2 separate regions of the Arabidopsis thaliana genome follow, and region 1 is linked to region 2. A link is a contact called in public capture Hi-C data. All regions are on one chromosome and are shown on one strand. The core of a region is the stretch at or near the end of the contact, and the rest is flanking DNA. Distances in the headings are between cores, read along the strand shown.

What was found. Capture Hi-C pulls out chosen DNA fragments and counts their contacts.
Region 1: a capture Hi-C map of shoot shows a contact between it and region 2, with 2.8 times the contacts expected there. A contact is called at or near these places in 1 of 26 Hi-C or Micro-C datasets (root) and 1 of 3 other capture datasets (shoot).

What each region holds. Positions count from the first base shown.
Region 1 is chr1:1,212,556-1,216,920 of TAIR10.1, forward strand. AT1G04470 (hypothetical protein (DUF810)) reads right to left here and starts at 2,286. Exons shown (of 5, transcript NM_100326.4): 1 at 1,425-2,286; 2 at 675-1,342; 3 at 1-603. The coding sequence starts at 2,036. It overlaps AT1G04480 (Ribosomal protein L14p/L23e family protein), which reads left to right and starts at 3,370. Exons shown (of 3, transcript NM_100327.5): 1 at 3,370-3,567; 2 at 3,689-3,973. The coding sequence starts at 3,555. U5.6 (a small nuclear RNA gene) reads right to left here and starts at 3,276; the gene lies at 3,176-3,276. It overlaps AT1G04267 (a small nucleolar RNA gene), which reads left to right and starts at 3,997; the gene lies at 3,997-4,136. It also overlaps AT1G04273.
Region 2 is chr1:1,106,119-1,110,237 of TAIR10.1, forward strand. TPR3 (TOPLESS-related 3) reads right to left here and starts at 2,607. Exons shown (of 8, transcript NM_100300.5): 1 at 2,282-2,607; 2 at 1,867-1,960; 3 at 1,702-1,752; 4 at 1,438-1,611; 5 at 1,150-1,329; 6 at 952-1,071; 7 at 739-872; 8 at 236-574. The coding sequence starts at 2,439. The coding sequence ends at 499. AT1G04200 (dyggve-melchior-clausen syndrome protein) reads left to right here and starts at 3,277. Exons shown (of 18, transcript NM_100301.5): 1 at 3,277-3,747; 2 at 3,866-4,105. The coding sequence starts at 3,558. YUC9 (YUCCA 9) reads left to right here. Exons shown (of 2, transcript NM_100299.2): 2 at 1-123.

The DNA of each region.
Region 1 (4,365 bases), core at 1,036-3,535, 110 kb after region 2:
AGTCGTAAGATAATCGAATCGACTTCATACGGAACCATCTCTCTAACAAGGCCTTTACCGCCATCTTCACATTCATCTGAATTCTCTGCCACCATCTGCACAAGAACCTTTTCGAGCTTCCCCGCAGTTTGCAGAACTTCAACAGTCTCTTTAGTGATTGTCGATCGACCAGCTAAGTACTGCATCAAGATGGAACCATAACATTGGTGAAGCGAAACCGAGGCGACTCCAGCTGCAACCAAGTGCCATCTCTTAAGTATCGGGCTAAAACACTCGCTCTCGCGCAAAGCAAGATCCTCTGTCTCCTTAGCTAGCCGAAGCAACATAGTTGCCGCTTCTTCTTCTCCTTCCTCTGTTTCTTCGATTTCGGCCTTCATGTTTTCTATTACCTTTGAGAAGGCGTTTTTAATAGATGCTCTTATATAGTAATCGACGCGATCCCCTGAAGAATCCACCAATTTCACATCACCTTTCTCTAGACCATTCATTTGAGAGATTGTCACGTCCTCCCCCAAGATCTTAGAAGAAGACAACGCTAATGGCAGAAGATTCTCGATCAATCCCACGTTCCCTCGTTGAAAATAATCATGATAGCTCAACAACCTATAATCACACATTCACAATCAGATTCAGTTTTGTGTGATCAAGTCCATTTACAAGGCAAAAAGAAATACCTTTTTTCAGTCCATCCTTGCATAGAGGCCAATGTCGAGGTCAAGAGCTTCACGTAAAGAGCCTCGCGATCAGACTTCTTGGCGTCATTGGCAACTTCAGCCAACATGGCGTGAGAGGCACCAAGCAAGTCTGGCTCCATCTGTGATGTCACAATGTACTGATGAAACAGAACCCAAGTGAAACACAAGTTATGTATAGCTCGTGTGATCCCCAACATTATCCATGTCTTCTTCATCAGTTCTAAAAGCTCATCGATTTCATCAAGAACCAAGGTCTCATCACGTATGTCAAATATCGACTGCAAAAGCGCCACATAGAGATGGATGTTAAGTGGGTATCCATCAGCCCAATGGCATATATCGGTTGTTGGAGTAGCGTTGCGCCATGACAAGGAGGCGACAAGGTTACATAATGTCGGCATTATGTCTGAGTTTTTGCTAGTGTCGATGGCTTTTGTCTCACTCTGGCGGATGATTTCTCGGAGACGCATTGCAAAGTTGTTGGTCTTCTCTAGAGGGATTGATGGGTGAATGAGAAGACCAGCTTCAAGGACTTTGAGTTGCCGTCTTTGCCAAATTTGATACTCATGTACATCACCAAACTCCGATGGTTTCACGTGACGGAGAAGCTCTAACGGAAGGATTATTGTCTCTGCTCGCCTACCGGTCTAAAAAATAACAGTTATAAACATTTTATTAATTAATCAAGAAACAGAGTTTCATTCACAATTTAAAAACAGAGCAACTTACTTGGCCAACAAGCGTCCTCATTAGGGTTTTCCGTAGCCGAGTGTCACTCTGTTCTGTCACCTTCATTTGCTGCCTCATGATTTCTGCAGAGGTTAACGGTCGTCGAGGCCGAGCAGGCGGGACTGTAAAAAACCCAGCCCCAGGGCTAAAGTGTCCTGAACCACTTCCTATGCTTCCATTATTACCTGGGGATGAAGGAGCTGAGACGGCCCCTACAACTGTCCCTACTGTCGACATTCGCCTAGAAGGAGATCGTTTAAGCATCTTTAACCCTAGCGCCCGTTTTACTCGGCTTGTTGGTGTTGTCAACACTTCTTTTCTTCCTAAAGACCCGAATCCAGAGCCGTTAGATGATCCAGATCCTCCTCCTCCTCCTATTCCATCCCCTTGATGGTCACCAGCATTGTGCTTGGAGTAGAATGTGAGAGCATTTCTACCTCCAAATCCAGGTGATGATCGACATGCGGCGAAAAAGATCTCATACGCGGTTTCACGGATTTCATCCCGATCAAGACCATCAAGCTTCCCGAATGGCCAAAGAAGATCGGTATCAGGACAAACCTCAAAGCCAACCATGTCGAAAAAGGACTCCCTCCGAGAATGACGAACCATCACGGAGGGGAGGCAAGAAGGAAATAGAAACCAGACGGATACGGGTTTAAGAAATCAGATGTCCGAGAAGTGAGGAGAGAGAAGGAGTTATGTGTTTTTAATAAGGGAAAAATGAGAGACAACGAACAAAAAAACAGAGAAAAATGAGGAGGTGGAGGAAGACGAGAGACAACTTGGAAAAAGCTAGGCGACAACAAATTTCTCTGTGCTAAGGAAGGAGAGAGGATGTGAGTAAAATGAGGAAGCCTCATGAAAACTTAACCATAATTAGCAAATCTCCTATTCCAAGTAACTTTTGCCAAGCCGAATCTCTTGTTTTTCGTAAATTCCATATGTATTCTCTTCCATATACACAATCTTTTGAGAGAGAAAAACAAAATCCAACCTCACTTTTGTTGACAACAGAATCCAGCATAAAACATTGTTGGGAAACTTGTTACTCAACATACTTTTGCACCTGGTTGTTGTTGTAGTTGATGTATCCGGAGAAAAGAAGATAAGATTCGGGTCAATACTTAATCTCAATTCTGTCTGCAGCAGTTACTTAAACGGTGTCCTTTAATTGTTAACTGGATAACTATATTTTTTATGATCTTATGATGGGATTTGTTTCAAACTTTCAATTAAGGTCAACTATATATCAATCAAGTGGCACTGGTCAGGACCTGATCATTGATTCTTTCAGTTATCTTTTAACTTTGAGAAATATGGAATCTCATAATCCTCAAGCAATTTCAGATTTTAGGATTCGACAAATATTGCTAATCAAATTGAGTTCTATGAAAACAACTATAACAGAAGATTATGAAGAAATACAGTTATTACAACTTACGACCATGAAACTTGTACAAATAATGGATTCACCAGAAACCAATCCAAATATCTTATATAACCTCAAAGCTTATTCTATCGATTCTAGATAGCAAACTCGTTCATATATCCATCAACAGGCAAAAAACACAAAGACTCTAATAGAGGATATTTTAAATAACTGTTTGCATTTTAACTGGGTATATACGGTTTAATAACCGGGTTATAGATTTAATTGTCTAACAGTTAGAGTTGCCACAAAGGATTCTCAGATACTTCGAGACCAAAAATTAAACTGAGAGATGTTGGGACCCACAGTAAAGTGGGAACCCTCCAAAAATAGGCGTATGCCACTTAGCGTGGAGAGCACACGGTATTCTTTAGTAAAAGGCGAAAGAATAGTTCGCTATGTGCTCACCACATGGCTGCGTGGTTCGAGAATATGGAGAGTGAAGTCTATATATACTAAAGTTTCCCTTGGCAAACTCTCTCACCTTTCCGATGTGGGACTCTCCAAATAGTGATAAGACGCGTCTGATTTAATTTAAAACTCTGCTTGGGCTTTTATGGGCCTAATATACTTTGAACTTGGGCTAAAAAACGAAATCGTTTCTTCTTCCATTTTTTAAGCCTACTGAAACCCTACAAGAAGAATGCGTCACTATATATTAAACCGAAATCGTTTCTTCTTCCTTCAAGCCGTCAACAATGTCGAAGCGAGGTTCGCACTTTTCCTCTATCTCAGTTGTTAGATCTGTTACATTTTCAGTTCATCAATATGTGTTTATTCAGCTTTTCGAACCTCGTTTTAATCGTTGTTGATTTGGATTTTTTTCGATTAGGGCGTGGAGGTACCTCTGGTAACAAATTCAGGATGTCACTGGGTCTTCCGGTGGCGGCGACGGTGAACTGTGCCGATAACACCGGTGCTAAGAATCTCTACATCATTTCCGTGAAAGGTATCAAAGGTCGTCTTAATCGATTACCTTCTGCTTGCGTCGGAGACATGGTGATGGCCACCGTCAAAAAGGGTAAGCCTGATCTCAGGAAAAAGGTTCTTCCTGCCGTCATCGTTAGGCAACGCAAACCATGGCGCCGAAAGGATGGTGTTTTCATGTACTTCGAAGGTTAGATTACTTACTTTCTCTCTTAAAACCCTAATAGGATTCGTAATTTGTTCACCAACACTATTTAGTGTGTGTTTAATACCGTTACACTACTTGGACTCCGAATTATCAATAGCTTGATTTGTTCTATTGGTCATCTAGCTTATGAATAGATAGTATATGGTCTAGTTATGCCAGATTTAGATTATTACATTTCCAGAATTGTGTCATGTATCCACCGAAACATAAAGAGGGTGTATAAATACAAAACAAAATCTGGTACACCTAAATGTGTTCTATCGTTACAGATACTATTATGCTCAAACGCTTGCATCTGCTCCATTTGAACTCTACATTCCCATTGTTTTAGTATTACTGATTCTATGATTTTTGTCAGTTTATGTGATTGATAT
Region 2 (4,119 bases), core at 1,357-3,856:
ACACAGCTGTAGGGGCGTTTTGTAAAATTAGGATGATGTGGCTCTCTTATTTTTTTTTTATTACCAATTTACCATATATGCTTATGTAAAACCTTTATGGAGGTAAATCAAAATTAGTGTTTGTCTCATTGGGCATTTCCTTCAAACAAATACAAGAGAGAGAAGTTCGAAGAAACTTGTTAACAGGCTTAGCTCGTTATAGAAATTGGCCCATTACAAAGAGGCCCAGATTTGTTGATGGCATGTACAGATTTGGAGGCAACACCGTCCGATTTAAGACCTACTCAGACCTATGTTGAACCTAGCCCGGTCGAGTAAAGATTTTGATTCGAAGATAGCCTTTTGACTCAAAAGTTCAAAGTTTTGTTTGATCATTAGATAAGAAACAACAAAAAGGTGGATTTTCTAAGTAGCACACACTCGCAAGAACTCTTTTTTATCTTTTTAGTCTTGATCAAAAACTGGATATAGAGAATCATACTGCAACAAAACAATGCCCTACGAGCTTTTCGATTTCTCCTTGAAAATGCGAGGGAGAATCTCATGTGCGCCGATATCCAGAGCTTGCGGTTCCCTGAAATCAAAACTCCAACTCTTTTAATCTTGAGTTAGATGCAAAAGTTTGATTCTTTAATACACCCAAGAAAATTCAACAGCTTGTGTGAAGTCAAGGGTACTTCATCAAATTCTTAAAGCACATTGCAAAACTAAACATAATAAGTGGTTTAGAGAAAGAACCTGCACAAAGTTTGTCCCTTTTCTTTCGAGCTAGATATGAACCAAACTTTCCGAAGAGAGGGAGATTCAAACTGAACAAAGATTCCATCATTTGGTCCGAGTTTCCATTTCCTTGAGCCTACACCTTTCCACACCTGTGAGACATCGTTTAACCGTCAGTCCATATATACAAACCAGAAAGAACAAGCTTAGAAAAAGACAGATTTGATTCACCTGTGGGTAGGATATACTACTCTTTGGTGTTACTAAGCAAGCAGCCTTGGAAAATGACTCTTCTGCGTATTGCCTCAGATACGTAAAGCAGTTACTGTGCGTGTCCGGAGACTGAAAAGCCTGAAGTAGGGAAACAAAGTAGTTTTATCAGACAAAAAAAAGATTTTTGATAAGATTCAAGTTGGATGCCCTTAATACCTTATCGATGTTGACAGCTGGTGCGTACTTGTCTGTTTGTGTTTTCTCTTTGTCAAGAAGGAAATAGACTCTAGTATCGACTTTAGATGTCTCGTGCCACGACTTCACAGCTGTTTCCATAGTCTCAACAATAAAAGAAAACATCTCTTTCCAACACTCTTCAGTTCCATAGTTTTCAGACTGCATGTGTTAAATTCAGAATCTGAGTTGGAACAATCAAATATAAGCAACGAGGAAGGCTTAGACTGATTCTCTGGAATTTCACAAGAAGAGAAAAAGAGGACTAACCATTTCAGATTTAAAACTTTCAAGATGCTTGGCCATGTCAACATTAGATCTTAAATTCTCAAGTTCTTGAGCTCTCTGTTTCTCCTTCTGCAACTGACCGAGCCTCTTGATCTTTCTAGAAACTTCTGTGCTCTGTGGGTTGTACTGCAGAGCCATTTCAAATGCAGCCAAAGCCTGAGATACAATCATCACAGTTTTAACTACCATGGAATAGCTTTGTGATAGAAAAAATTTAGATGGAACCAAAATAAGAGAAACATATACATCTTCGTATTTTTCCATGGCTTCAAGCACACAACCTTTCCTGAAGTACCCCTGAAGAAGATAGATCAGAAAAACCATCGTTTACGTAAAGACACACACAGATACTTTATGTTATTGATGATGAAACCGAAAGCACAAAAAAACATTGTCATGTATTGATTTTACCTTCTCCCACTGAGGGTTGAGTTTAATGGTAGTCTCAGCATCTGCTAAGGCCTTGCTAAGCTTAACTAGACTCAAAAATGCAGCAGCTCGGTTACTGCACCGGATAAACAAAAAGCTTTATTACACTTTAAAAATCTACTCACATTAACACATAACACTGTTCCAATTCACAGAACCTTAAAACCAAAAACCTCAACTTTTAGTATTCTAAATCACAATTGATCTTCCCAAATATAACAAAAATGTTGTAATACTATTATTCAAGTTAAAAGCCTAATTTGTCTCCACCTAAACAATCTCATTTTCTAAACATATCGCAAGAGAACAAAATCAGATCTTTCTGAGAAATCAGCTCAAATAGAATGAAACCCAACAATCAGATTCGAAAGACTGTAGAAGACAAGTAAAAGGAAACCTGTAAAGAGTAGCGTTAGAAGGATCGAGCTTGATGGCTTGAGTATAGAGAGCTGCGGCTTTAAGAAAGTTGCCAGCTTTGAAGAACTCATTTCCTTTTTCCTTTAGAGATTTCTCTGCTTCTCCACCATTCGTTGCCTTGCCTGCTTTCTCGGCCATTATTTCTAGAGGTTTGTAAGAAAGCCAAAGAACATGAATCCCCCAAGTGTGATTTGCTTTTCTATTTTAGGGTTTACAGAGGGACAAGAGACTTCCACTTCTGCTCTGTTCCTCTTTTAGTTTTTTCTCTAAATATTATTACTTTTTGTTCATCATTTGAGTTCTCTCACTTGTGCATATATTTTTAATTAAACATAACTAAGAATATTGAACATATGGAAAAGCCCAATAACGATTAAGTTTGAACTAATACCTTGAGCAATTTCAGTTCTAGAATCATTGAAGAAATGAAAAGCCCAAGAAAATAAATGGGCCTCAAATTTGTAAATACAGTAAAAAAGATTCGGCCACATCCCACTCCACCGACAACCGACGGTTCAAAGACGGTAGTAGCTAGCATCAATTTGACTCCATTTCGTTTGAATTATCCCAAATCCATTATCTCTGTTTTTATTCCACGTAGACTAGTAAATAATAATTTCATTTCTCTAGTAGAATAGAACAAGTCATCTGTTAACTTCAAAAAAAAAGTCAAGATTTGGTTTGAGGTTAATCTATACAGAAAATATTATATAAGCTCTTGTAAAAGAGAAAACGTAAGAACCCATAAAGTATTCGAATCATATTTATGAGAGTTTGGTGGGAATTAATTTGGTAGCACGTAGCCTGTATTTTTCAAAATTAGGAAAACACTTATTTAACTTCATTAATTACAAGTGCTGATGGAATGAATAATCAAAAATTGTCACATTTAGTCGCTAAATTATTTGTATCAAAAAATCAATTTGGAAATAAACTTACGCAGGAATAATAGTTTTCCAACATTAAAAGAAAAAGATTATAATATAAATAAACAAATAAAATAACGCGTCCTCTCTTTTTTTTTTTTGCTCAAAAGTCTAAACCCTTGGTATCGAAGCATTTGGTTTAACAGTTTGAATCTTCAATTAATCTCAGATTTAGATCGAGAGAGACCAAATTGAGAGCAAGATCTTTGCATTGTTCATCTCTTGCTTTGTAATGCCGTTGTTCTTCATCGTAACCGACTCGGTGGACGCGATCAATTGACTCGTTCTCTTTTGGATCCTTGTTGACTCGGCGAGCTTGGCTTAGGAGACATGGGAGGTGTGCCTTCAACGCCGCGAAAAACCGGTGGTGATGATGTTTCGGTGGCCGAGTACCTCATTGCCACTTTTGTTGGGGAGAAATCGTTTCCTTTAGCGTCTGATTTCTGGAACAAGCTACTTGAGCTTCCGTTGAGTTCTCGCTGGCCTAGTGATCGGGTTCAACAAGCCTGTGAACTTTTCGGTTAGTGTTGAAATTGTAAAGGATGTGTTGTCGAATTCACTTTGAGCTAATGAAATTGAATGTTGATGATGACCTAGTGAAAGTAGGAGGATGATCTTATTTTCTTTTTTTGTTTCAGCACAAAGTAATGGCTACACTAGGCACCTTGCAAAACTATTGATTCATCTGTCCTGGTGTTTGCAAGAGCTTCTTCAAGCTTCAGATGATCAGTCTTCTCTCTATAAGAAAGCTGTTAATGCAACATATATTTCATCCGTCTTTTTAAAGTATTTGATTGAGAATGGAAAAAGTGACAGTCTTCAGGAGTTGCATCTTTCTCTGGACGAAAGTGAACCAGTTCCACATGGATTTGTAATGGGTAATGACTCTCAT